Regions from separate parts of the Hordeum vulgare genome. Here region 2 is linked to region 1. The links are chromatin contacts, called in public Hi-C maps. All regions are on one chromosome and are shown on one strand. Each heading gives the region's core, a stretch centred on a gene start, on an enhancer-like site or on the middle of the called end of the contact. The rest is flanking DNA. Distances are from core to core; before and after follow the strand shown. Region 1 has its middle 300 kb from the start of LOC123444042. Region 2 has its middle 200 kb from the start of LOC123444043.

Region 1 (6,385 bases), core at 1,868-4,367:
GCTTTATCCGCCGGAATCGCATTAATGGCGCTCTTGATCTCTTCTATCGAAAGGTCTTGCTCTAGTCCTGTGAGATCCACATGCTCAAGATCCAAGACATCCTAGTTTAGTGTTGTCGATCTGTGTTTAAGGCATCCAAAGATCTGCGTAAAATGGATGTGCACCAGTTCGGCCATGCCGTCCGAAGAAGAGATCATTCCAGCAGGACCCTGTAGCGCATGAATAGTATTTTTATTGTGTCTGGCGTTTGCTTTCCGTTGGAAGAACTTCGTGTTGGCGTCGCCCGCCTTAAGCCAAAGGATCCTACTTCTTTGCCGCACCTTGATCTTGAGAAGAACCGCAAGCCCTAGGGTGCGAGCTTTTAACCTTGATCGCAGATCACTCTCCTCCTGAGAGAGAACTCTATAATCCTGCGCCTTGTCTAGCTGTAGTATGATTTCTGTGACAATATGAAATTGTCTTTGCAAGTCGCCCACAATGTTTTTACTCCACGAGCGCAGATCCTTACTCAACCGCCACAACTTGCGGTTTAACACGGTGATGGGGCATGCATTGCCCGCATATGCTGCCCAGGACCGCTCCACCACCTCCTTGAAGCCGTGCACAAATTGCCAGTAGGATTCAAAACGGAACCTCCTGTTGGTCTTGACAATCTTATCGTTGAGAAGAAGCAATGGGCAACGATCGAAGATCGCTGATGATTGCGGAAGCAGTTTGGCTGCAGTGAAGATCAACTCCCAGTCCATATTGCAAAAGGCACGGTCCAGGCGAACCAGAGTGGGTACAGCATGTTCATTACTCCATGTAAATTTGCGCCCAATAAGCGGTATCTCACATAGATTAGAGGAGTTCAGTGTACGCCGGAATTTCAACATCCATCGATGGCACACCCTACTATTGCTTTTATCTCGTGGGTCCGTTATTAGATTGAAATCGCCGATGATAAGCCACGGACCGGTCATGGAGTTATGAATCCCACCTAGCTCCGCCAGGAAGTCACTCTTCCGTTGATCATCATGGGGGCCATATACCGTGGTCAAGGACCATGCCGGACCTCCTCCCACCGACGAGAAACACACCGTGAGCGAGAAAGGTCGCGCCACGACCGCACTGGCGGATAACTTGTCTGAGCACCAGCACATAAGGATACCCCCACGCGAGCCAACGGCGTCCCGCGACGCGTGTTGATCAAACCGATGACCCTCAATTTTTGTGCGGTCAGCAGAGGAGCAAGCAGACAGCTTAGTCTCCTAGTATTTCATTAAGTGCTGTTATCATCACAAGGAAAGAAGCCCTAGGTGTTTTCTTTTTATTTTGATGTAACTACTAATAGCAGCTACTTTTTCTGTATCTGAATAATTATAATTGAAAATAATTATTTCTTGCCTAGAAAACAGCTAGTAGGGCGGTTTAGCTTGTGGCAAATTAGAGACTGCTTCGTGCAGTACTATGTTTGCATTGTGCAACTGTGCGTAGAGCAGGCCACGTAGAATAGAGACAGACTGATCACATGAGGTTGAATCTGATTTTTTTTAATTAGAAAAGGAGGATATACCCCCGGCCTCTGCATCTAGACGATGTATACAACCATTTTATTAATTATTTACAGAGACTATACAAAGTAATACATCAGTCAGCCTGAAGCCACCATCTAGACAACACATGTTGCTACTCCTATTTCTTGATGAAGGTGTGCTGAATATCCAGGCCAAATACCAAAAGATATCGCACCAAATCCTAACATCTATAGTCTGATGCTCCAGCCCAGCCACCACTGAGACTGGATCCCAAACTGGTCCGGCGCAGAGGCCGCCTCCACCATCTACCACCGTACCCTCTTCAGAGCTATAACAAACGCATCATCCTTGCGAGGTCTGCCGTCGACGCCACCACGGTGCCAGACAGCATCACCATCCTGCATGTATCCGCCTACACGTGCCTGTCGACGAACCACCGCAGTGCCATGCCGCCGGGCTACACCGTATGGCTCACGGTAGACCAAACACCGCTCCTCCTCTTGTCCCGTCCACCCAACACGTACTCCAAAACGATGCCCTCAGGAGGGAAATGACATCGAAGATGCCATCATCGTCCGACCGGTAGATCCAGATCTAAGGTTTTCCTTGGAGCATCATGAGTGTGGTGCCACGACCTGCAACAACGATGACATGGGCTGGTAACGACGTCCTAGACGCCGCCATCGTCCGCCATGACCGAGGTCGGCGTGATTTTCACCGGAAGTCGCGACCCCCCGATCTCGTGGCTGGATGGAACCGAGGGAGGCACGTCATGTAGACGAAGACCACCGGCCGAAGAAGTCCAAGCCGTGACGGATCTGGGCAGGAAACGCCAGATCCGCAGTCCTCGATGACCGCCCTTGCGCGCAGCCGCTGCCCTCGCCGGATGGAGCGCCTCCGCCGCCATCCAACCTAACCAAGGCCGGCCATGGGGCCACAAACGCCGCCGCACATCAGGTCCGCCGCCCTGACCGCCGCCCCTGTCTTCCCTGCGCGCGACGGCCCCTTCGCCTCGCTGGGGCTCCGCGGCACCACCCGCCCTGGCTCTGAGGCGCATGGCCCGCCGCCACCGCGGCCCTTGCCGGCGGCAGCGGCGGCCGAGGAAGGAGGGGACCGCTCTGGCGGCTAGGGCTTCGGGGGCCCCTAGCGTCGCCCGAGGGGAGGCGACGCGAGGGGGAAGTAATCCCGGCTTAAATACTAAAAGGCTTCCGTAGGTATCAACTGGCTGATGATGCATGCAATTAAAGGGGAACCCTAAGCAATGGTAAATGTGTCAGCACAGAAATGCTCATTGCACCATGGACCCTCTCCCAGTCCCATGCATTGACTGACCAAACCACCCATTCAGCTTGGCATATCATGCATGATATACCTCCATTATCTCCAAGAGATCCATGTAAAATCTTCTTCCAGATAGCTGAGGCCAAAAGTGGGAAGGGCAAGCCGAGCAGTTCCAACTCCCAACTCAGATCACTTTCAGGATGAACAGGAAAGCAAGTCAGTTTCAGACTGGAGAAAGCTATCCACGTCGTGTTATCTGGAAGGGGATCGGAAATGAGAGGTCTCCAGGCCCATCAGACCCTACCACTTGCATGGCACCTTTCCTTTCCTTTTCTATGACGACCGAAGAGACATGTGGCCGGGACTATGACCCAGTCAAGACGGTGGCTCTCTATCTAGTCGGAAGAGCGAACGGCATGCAGGGTGAAACTGGGACATGGCAAAATTTTCAACCTTGTGGGCTAGCTTTGGATCTTTTAATTTCCCGGTGTCAAAACGTGCTTGATGGAAAAAAATGGCAGTGTCCAGATGTTGTTGTCGTTGAATACTGTTCCTGCGCAGGCAGCAGCTACTAGCTACAAGCGCCTCTTTGAACGTGGAAAAGAAAAGATCCCAGTGATTGCGCGAATAAGCATCACCGCATGTAGAGCATGCATGATGCATATAGATATAGGCCTGTAAACATTGTTTCAAGAAAAAAGACCTGTAAACTCAATCATTTTTTTTAATGAGACATAAGAGACTCATCGACAATATGCAAAGGAGAGTAGATTTTTGAAGCCCGGGTGCATTGGAGGACCTTATTGTAAATAGTTAAATATGACATCTGAAGTTTCAAAAAAAATTGACAAGAGTTTTACATGATCGTATGGATGTATATTACACATGTGTAAAGTTTGGTGATAAGTTAGTAAACATGTGAGCTATACAAAAATGACAATATGACGATTTGTAAATACTCTCTTCTTTCCAAAATAACCGTCTCAAGCTTGGTGCAATTTTATATTAGAGAGCTAGTACAAACTTGAGACATTTATTTTGGAACGGAGGGAGTAGTAAATAATACACCCACTATTCCTAAATATAAGTCTTTATAAAGATTGTATTACTGACTACATACGGAGCAAAATGAGTAAATCTATACTTTAAAATATGATTATTTACATTCGTATGCAGTTTATAGTGAAATCTCTAAAAAATTATATTTAGGAATGAAGGGGGTACTTGCACTATTCATCTTTTCAAATCATGATTTTTCATTTTTGTGTAACTGACATGGTTATTTATATCGGTGCATTTCAGAAATGTGTAATATACATCCATATAAACATGTTGATTTTTTTTCAAAAAAATTTAAAACTTCAAAATATTATTTTGGCACAAAATATAGGCCTCACTGGAGCTCCTCCTTCAAAGTGACTTTTTGTATGCATAGTTACTACATAGTACTCCCTCCGTCCTAAAATTCTTGTCTTAGCTTTGTGTAGAAATGAATGTATCTAAATACTAAATTTAACTAGATACATTTGTATCTAAACAAATCTAAGACAAGAATTTTGGGACGGAGTGAGTATGTGACTTTTTTTTCACATAATAAGGTCTACACATTTTTTTCCGTGGGAAAAGATCTGCACATATAATGCCGCACATGACTGGGCAAATAATTTTTTTGAACAATCACCGTGGGAGGGGAGGGGGGGGGGGGTCCCACCTGAATAATTATTTTTGAACAATCACTAGGCAAATTAAGAAAGGAAGGAAAATGAACCTTATGCACTGCTATGCTAACTGGCACAAAAGTAAAAATAAAGTGGAAATTCAAGGAAATTACAAGGAGATAACTTGTGCTGATGGAAGTGAAACAATGCATGCATGGCAATGGCATCATGCTCATGTGAGGCCGAGGTCACTGGTCCAAGTTGAACGTGCATGTTGTGGTCCAAGCTAAGAGATGAGTTTGACTCGGTTAGGTCTGTCTAACCAGATCAAGTCAAGCCCTGAGATTAAACTATTCCGTTGTTGATTGTTTCATGCCGTGCAAGCATCAAAGTTCTCTCTACTTGGTAAGTAAAGCACACAAAAACAACGCATGCCATGCTTCTTGCAGCTAATTAACTAATCAGTCGACAAATATTTCTAGGGGCGTGCTTTACCCTATGCTCATACGTACTATCGCTTTCGATCTCCTCCCATCCCCTCGCCGAATAAGTAGAAGAATTAGAGGTGATTGCGGAGTTTTGTGCCCGCGAATCACCACCAAACAACCAGTGCTAAGCTACGGTCGGCAAACCTAGCTAGCTAGTGCACTAGCCATTCGTGCTCGTGGCCAAGGAAAACACATCTCTCTTGCGTGCACGCACAACCATCTCTTCACTTGTGAAGGGAAGGAACAGAAAGCAAGAATATTGTTCAATTATTACCATGCAACATGCATTGGCAAAGCTACAGTATATGCTAAGTGGGCTGTAGTATTTGTCTAGAGATACTTAGAATATGTACGTACGTACTACATGCAAATTTTAAAATGAACCCTTTAAACCGGAAAAGAGGGAGTATGTAGGCTTCAAATTTTGGTTTGGGGAGGTGGAGAGAGGGCCGGGGCATGTGAGTGAACTTTGGGGCGTACGGTTGGGCGCATGTCACGCTCGTTGGCCGGCTGGCCGTGCAAGTGCAAGTGCAAGGATGATGTATGAAATTGAAGGAGCCCACGTGTTGCGCCGCGCGTCCCTGGGCGGTGCCCGTGCGGTGCGGTGCGACACGGTACGATCGGCGCCGTTTTCCTTCCTCCACTGCGCCGGCCGTCGGGTGGATCAGGCTTGCACAAGGATGAGGGCGTCCGCGCGGGAGCTTGCGCGTGCGGGCGACGTCGCTCAAGCGCAGCCCGGCGCGGCGGACGTCGGTCGGCGTCCGGACGGCCGGACGGCGACGTGGAGCGCGCCCGAGAGCGACGTGCGGCCAGTTGGAGTCCGAAAGAAGGCTAGTCGCTGTGTGCGGAGCGGTCAAGTATGTCGTCATGGGATTTATGGCCGTGGATGCTGGATACGGGTCAACCTTATCAGGCTTATACACAAACAAAGAGAGGAGAATGGACCGTGACAAGGGCAGATGCTTACCTTACTCTTGCACCAGAGCTGACCGGCTTGTCGTTTTCATGAGCAAACTACTCCTACCATTTCGAACCAGACCGCCCTGCTCTGGTTACGGAGCACTCCCTAAAAAACAAGCGAAAACACAAATAACCTCGCTTGATGTACGTTGCATCGGAATCTTTTGCTGTGCGTGCCCCCCTCACGGCACATATTCAAATTCAGCACACTCACCGGTGGCAATCGTGCCCGCAACGATGTGGAGCAGGTGAGGCTCGTTTATTCTAGTATAGGGGATCAGAATTTCGGATCGCCCTTCAGATCTCACAGAAATTATAAGACTAGAAGGAGTTTGGAGCAAGTCAAACAAATGAGGCAGTGGGTCACACGCGACAGCAACATGAGTCTACCTCCCAGTCCCAGTCCCAGTCCCAGGTCATCACAGGATGCTGCGCAGGATTATAAAAGGTTTAGACTCGCCCAATTTGCTCTACATATAAC
Region 2 (6,385 bases), core at 2,170-4,669, 130 kb before region 1:
TATAATACCAAATATATACATTATGAAACTACATTTCGTAAAGAATCTAACAGTATTGATTTGGCATAGTGAATGTTCATAATTTTTTTAATAAATTTGGTCAAAGTAGAGATATTTTGACTTTGGACAAAACTTATACGCAGACTAAAAAGGACCGGAGGGAGTACCTCGCGACATTTTTGCAAAAAGGCCCCTTGCTTTTCCGGTATTCAATCCGCAGTACGTTTCTAAATTAAAAACGTTTCGGATTTACATAACCCCCTTCATCTCCCGCACCCACGAGTTGCCCCCGCGAGCAGCCGCGCCGCCCTGCCTCCTGCGCCTCCCCGCTCTCCCTGCCTCTCCTTGCGCCGCCGCAGCTCGCGCCGGCAGCCGCCCCCGTCGCGCGCCTCGCGTGCCAGTCCCTCCGGACGCCGCAGCCGCGTGCTCACCGAGCACCTCCGCCCTGGCGTTGACCCTGTCTCCCGATCCAATCTTGACCTCCAGCGCACCGCCACCTCCTGCCCCGCCCCGACTAACCCCGGCGACACTCGATCCGGTGTTGCGCCGGCCGGCGATTGGGAAGACCAAGACGGTGTCCCTGCTGCGGCAGCTCTACGACGCCGGCCACCGCTCCTTCGGCAAGAACTATGTCCAGGAGTTCGTCACCAAGGCGCCGCAGGTGAGGACACCTCCTCCAGATTTTACTGGATTGGATTGGATTGGGTGGCTGGATCCCCGTCTGTTTGCTGGTTGCACAGCAACAAGGTGAGATCGCTACTAGGTATGGTCAGTGTCTCACAATATTTTCCCCTTCGATTCCCTCAGTGACGGCCACATGAGAACCTCGGACGACCGGCGGACGTCGGTAGGGGCGGGCTCGGGCGGGAGGCGCGGTCGGTTGGACGACGGAGAGGTAGCCACTCACCACAGGAGACAGAAAAGTGCTTTTCCTGTCTACGCATGGAGAACCGGCACAACTATGTGCGCAGGACGGCTGGGCTCGCTGCTAGATTCTTCATTAACCCTGCCACTAGCCAGCAAATGTTTCCGGTCTTATTCTAGCTGGTTGCGCTGACCTCAAGACTGAATTGAGTCAATCTGACTTGTTTGATTAGCGCTTGGCAGCCAAGATACTGAAGGTTGTCACTGTCTCTCATGGTGGAGAGGATGGCTTCAACCAAGCCATTGAGATATCTGTTGAAGTCCTTTCCAGTGTCAAGTTTATCCAAGAAAAGAAGTTGATTGGGAAGTACTTTGAGGAGATAAGCCTAGACACTGGGAAGTATGTTTTTGGTGTGGATGACACCATGTCTGCCCTTGAAATGGGTGCAGTTGAGACACTGATTGTGTGGGAAAATCTTGATATCAATCGATACATCTTGAAGAATTATGCTACTGGAGAAACTGTGGTAAAGCACTTCAACACGGCACAGGAAGCAGATTCGAGCAATTTCGAGGATGAGGCAACATCTGCAGACGTGGAGGTGGTTAAGAGGACCTTGCTACTGGAGTGGTTCGCGGAAAACTATCGGAAGTTTGGTTGCGCGTGGAGCTCATCACGAATAATGCGGAGGAAGGATCTCAGTTCTGTATGGGCTATGGTGGGATAGGAGGGACCCTCAGCTACCGGGTTGACTTAAACGCTTACGAAGACACATCTGATGAGGAGTATGATGAAGGCTTTGAAGAGCAACCAACTGAAACTCCAGTGCATTCAGTCCGTGAGGAGCCTGTCATAGCCCGGAACCAGAACCAGAACGCGCCGCAGCAGGAGGCCCGGAAAAATTAAGGTTTGTACTAAATTGTGGCAGCTCCTCCCTTATACAAATGATCATTTTTAATGTTTGGTTTGATTTTCTAATTTGAGGGAAACAAGGAAAAGAGTTAAGAAGCGATGATCATCATGATTAATTATCATGTGACGAACCATACTCCTGATGCATAAGTGAAGAAATCCTCTCAGCAAGATTGGGAGGAAGGCTGCATTTCTGATCTCCAACAGAAGATTATCCTATTTAGCATCGCTTGTGTTAGTTTTAATAATCATAGATTCATAGCTATAATTTAGTATTAATCATCTCTTGTGTGAGGCTTGAACTTCCGTGTTAAATTTCAGCTGCAGCTATACTCTATTTTTCTTAATGAAGTTGTGATATCAGCACTATATTTATGTTTGAATGGATGTATCAGTGCGTCATCACGCTTGAAATAAATCCAGTGTGCGTTTATCTGCCATACCAATAGTCCTGCCATTTGGGAATGCATTTTATTTCTTTGAAAATTACTGACTTAGTACTTAAGATGGTGGTTTTTTTCTCCCGTTGCAACGCACGGGGCCTTTTGCTAGTGCCCTTTATTTTGTGTAATGTTTTCCTGATTCTTTTCTGTTTTACTTTTATTTTTATAAAAATGCGTGAAGTTGTTTCAACTCGATGATTTTTTAAAATATTATGAAGTTCTTTTTCAGTTTTGATGAATTTCCATTCAAATTCAACTGAACATTTTTTCAAATTCAATGAACTTTTTACAAACCCACTGAAAAAAATGAAAATTCAGTGAACCTTTTGTCAAAATCCATGAACTTTTAAAAAAAATCGATGACCTTTTTTCAGATTTGATGAACTTTTTTTAAAAATCCATGAAATTGTTTAAAAAAAATTATGCATATTTTCAAATTTGATGAACTTTCGTCAAAATCCATGATCATCTTTCAAATTTGATGAACTTTTTCTCAAAGTCCATGAAGTTTTTTTAAAAACATCGATGAACTTTTTTCAAATTTTATGAACGGTTTTCAAAATCCATAAACTTTTTAAATATTCGGTGAACTTCTTGTCGAAATCCATGAAGTTTTTCAACTCGATGAATTATTTTGCAATTTTAAATAATTTTTTCAAATCGACAAACTTTTACCAAAATTAATGCACCTTTTAAATTGGCAAACTTATTGTTTGAAATCAATGAAATTTTTGTAAACTGATGAACATTTTTCAAATTAGTGATTTTTTTCAAATTTCAAGAACTTTATCCTAATTTTTTGGAACTTTTTGCAAATTCGTGAAGTGTTCGCAAATTTCTATATTTCTTTTCAGTTTACACGAACCTTTAAATTTTATTAACTTTCTTCAAATTCACATTTTTATTGTGGATTCATTTTTCATTTTTTTTCATTTTACCATAAAATATTCTGCATAACAGGTTGGTAAATAATAAGAAGGTTTTGTCATTCGAATCGACATCGGGACAGTTCGACCTTGTGGCTATGGTCGTTGGTTTGGGTACACGCAGGCACGGATCGACTCCTGATTCTTCCATATTTTGAACCCTTTTTTTCGATAACGTTCCTCGCTCCTCACTGTGTCTTCTGGGCTAGCCCATTACACGAGGCATGCGAGTGTCAGTATCGCTAGCCGGCGACCTCAGCATCGAACAAGAGCACCCTGCTCCGTGGAGCTCCTGCCGCTCTTTGCTGCACGGAGTCCTGCGTCGCGGAGGGGGGTGCCACAACTGGGCTGGCCCAGCTTCGTTTCCATTTTTCTTTTACTTTTTTCCTTTTCTGCTTATTTCCTTTTTTGGTTCGTTTTTCTTACCTTTTTCCTTTTCTTTTGGAACCATGAACAAATTTGGAATCGCGAACAATATTTTTGTACCTTTTCTTTTGAAAAATCGTGAACAAATTTGTTACTTGTTTATTCTTTTTTGTGTTACTTTTTTCCCTTTTTTGTTACTTTTTCCTTTTTTGTTACCTGTTCTTTTGAAAAATCATGAACAAATTTTGAAGCACGAACAATGAAACGAACAATTTTTGAATCTTTAGAACAAAATTTTAAGAAGGAGAACAATTTTGAAAAACCCAAGCAAATTTATAAATGCGAAAAAATTTAAAGCACGAACATTTTTTCAGTTTTGAGAACAAATTTTGTAACCGAGAAATTTTTACAAAAAACCCGAATAAATTTGGAAGAGCGAACACATTTTTAAAGCATAAACATTTTTTGAATCTTGAGAACAAAATTTTGAAACGGAGAACAATTTTCAAAATGCCTGAACAAATATTGAAGTACGAATAATTTTTAAAGCATGAATATTTTTTAAACTTGAGAACAAATTTTAAAAACTAAGAACAGTTTTGAAAAATCCTGAACAAAATTGGAAACGCGGACAATTTTAAAAGAACACGAACATATTTCTAACTCATGAACAAAATTTAAAAATTATGACTTTTTTTATAATGAGAGCATTTTTTGAAATACGATCATTTTTACAATCTTTTGGTTTCTTGCAGATGCTTTTTTGTATTTAGGATCTTTTATGAATTCACGATTTTTCTAATTCCTGAAAGAAACAAATTCGTGGAATTTTCTAAAATCATAATAAAATGCTAAATATGTGATTTGTTCTTAAAAATGTGTTGTTGTTTTTTCATATTTCTAACTATTTTCAGTTTCTTAAAATAATCTTTTTTTGTTTTTTGTAATCCATGAAGATGTTTTCTAAATAAAATCTCTGAGAAACTGAAAACAGCAGTTATTGGTTTTTTCCCATCCATCAAGCGAGCGAGGTGACGTGAGACACAAAAAACTGTCTTATCTTGTGAGGATGTGTGCGAGTGTCTTATCTTGTGTGCGAGTGTTGATGCTCCGTGGGCAAACCGGTGCCTGGAGCGCATCCCCTCTTCTGCTACTGGACCGGTCCATCGATTTGCCTTTTTCGTTCTATTTAAAAATAGTAAAAAGTAAGATACGTCCGCAACCGCATGAGCTTGAACCCAAGACCTACTAACTTGTCTGTGAAAGTTCCAACTGCACTAACGACATGGACAATTGCTAGTTAGTGAACATTTACTTCCGTCCTTATCTGTCTACGTATAATGCCCTTTATTTTATTTAATGTTTTCATGTTTCTTTTCTGTTTTACTTTTATTTTTATGTAAATGCTTGAAGTTGTTTCAAATCGATGATTTTTCGTAAAATTATGAAGTTCTTTTCAATTTTGATGAATTTACAATCTGCGTCCCCGGCTCACTTGTGGTTATCTCATTCCCACACCTTTTACTTTCTCCAATTCATACATGCCCATTTTGATATGTCTTGTGATAGTTAGAATATAATTGCTTAGTTGCGCCTACATTTTCATATCTTGTGATATTGTTTGTGCTTGCTAGTTTCTTTATGTGCCTATCTTGTTTAGTATAGGTTGTTGGTGCACTTACTTGAGCCTGGCATATTTAGGATTTATGCTTGAAAAATATTCGTTTACTTTAATTCCGCATTAGGATAAGCAAAATCCGTAAAAGTTTCAAAACACTTATTCACCCCCTCTTGTTGTCATCTCGGTCCTTTCAACGTCTCTCTTCCTTGCCCGATGCCTCTCGCTGCTGGTGGCGCACGCCTCCCATTCCGGAGTGCGTGTGCGAACCGGCACGGGCACCAACGCCCAACGCTGCTTGCGTGGAGGAGTGGCTAGCGGGTGAAGGAGATGGCGGGGGGCGGTGCAGACTGCATTGTTCTGACAAAGTTGCCCGTGGGCCGGGAGGGTTCATCTCCGGCGTCCGTGCTGCACCGGAGCGGGAGCTGCGGTGATGCTACAGATCCAGAGCTACCGCCGGTGTCCACCTTGAACCGCTCCAAGGCAATGCTGAGGGGCAGCTCCTCCTTGTAATCGAGATCGAAGCCAGTGTGGCTGTGGAGCTCGACATTTTATTGAATTGGATTGGATCGGAGAAGGAGAGAAGAGGACAGAGAGAGGGTGTGTGGGAGTGAGCTAGGATTTTGGAGCGGGGCGTCGGGCTTGGTATTTTGTGGGACAACGGTGTGGTCGATGGTGAGCCGGCCTGTCAGCTAGCATGTGGCCGACGCGCCTAGGCATGACACAGACGCCCCACATCCTCCTAAATTTAAGCTAGATATGATGGGTCTAGGACAACTCGGCGTTTGAGGCCGGTTTGAGGTGTCCATGTGGGTCAATTTTTTGGGACTGGTTAGCCAGCTCGAGCATTTGAGACAGGTTTGGAGCGTGAGGATGTGGATGCTCTAAGGATAATATAAGGAGTTCGGTTGAATCAGTTTTCCTTCTCTTTTTTGTCCATTTGTTAACCGATTGCAGATGCGTATGTTTGAGGAGGATTTGAGGTTGGAGGTTGTAGATGCTTTAAGAAATTCATCTATGATTAACCAAACCGTAATTCATGCACTATGATGAACCAAATCGTGTGTGGTATGGAGCGGTCGTTGTAGAAGAATGTGGACGTCTATGCAACGACCTCCGCTATCAAATGTTAAATGTCATGATGGATGGTCATCGTGAAATGACAACAAAATGCTACACACGCCATTATATGTGGGCAGAATCGACAAATCTAACTTATAGACCCAACTAATTTATAAAGTAAACTGTATGCAAA

Evidence for each region. A called contact is a pair of places that touch in the nucleus more often than the background predicts.
Region 2: a Hi-C map of leaf shows a contact between it and region 1, with 9 times the contacts expected there. The contact joins two enhancer-like sites. A contact is called at or near these places in 2 of 6 Hi-C or Micro-C datasets (leaf and seedling) and 1 of 1 datasets of contacts at active chromatin or transcription factors (embryo).

Annotation. Positions count from the first base shown.
Region 1 is chr3H:416,845,798-416,852,182 of MorexV3_pseudomolecules_assembly, reverse strand. No RefSeq gene overlaps it. Among protein-coding and RNA genes, the nearest start is that of LOC123444042, 300 kb to the right of the region's middle. Within about 2 kb of position 3,117, at least 2 of the 3 cell types and tissues checked have open chromatin away from gene starts, as enhancers often do. A contact at or near this core is called in leaf, where this site is marked.
Region 2 is chr3H:416,975,210-416,981,594 of MorexV3_pseudomolecules_assembly, reverse strand. It overlaps the pseudogene LOC123440073. Among protein-coding and RNA genes, the nearest start is that of LOC123444043, 200 kb to the left of the region's middle. Within about 2 kb of position 3,419, at least 3 of the 3 cell types and tissues checked have open chromatin away from gene starts, as enhancers often do. A contact at or near this core is called in leaf, where this site is marked.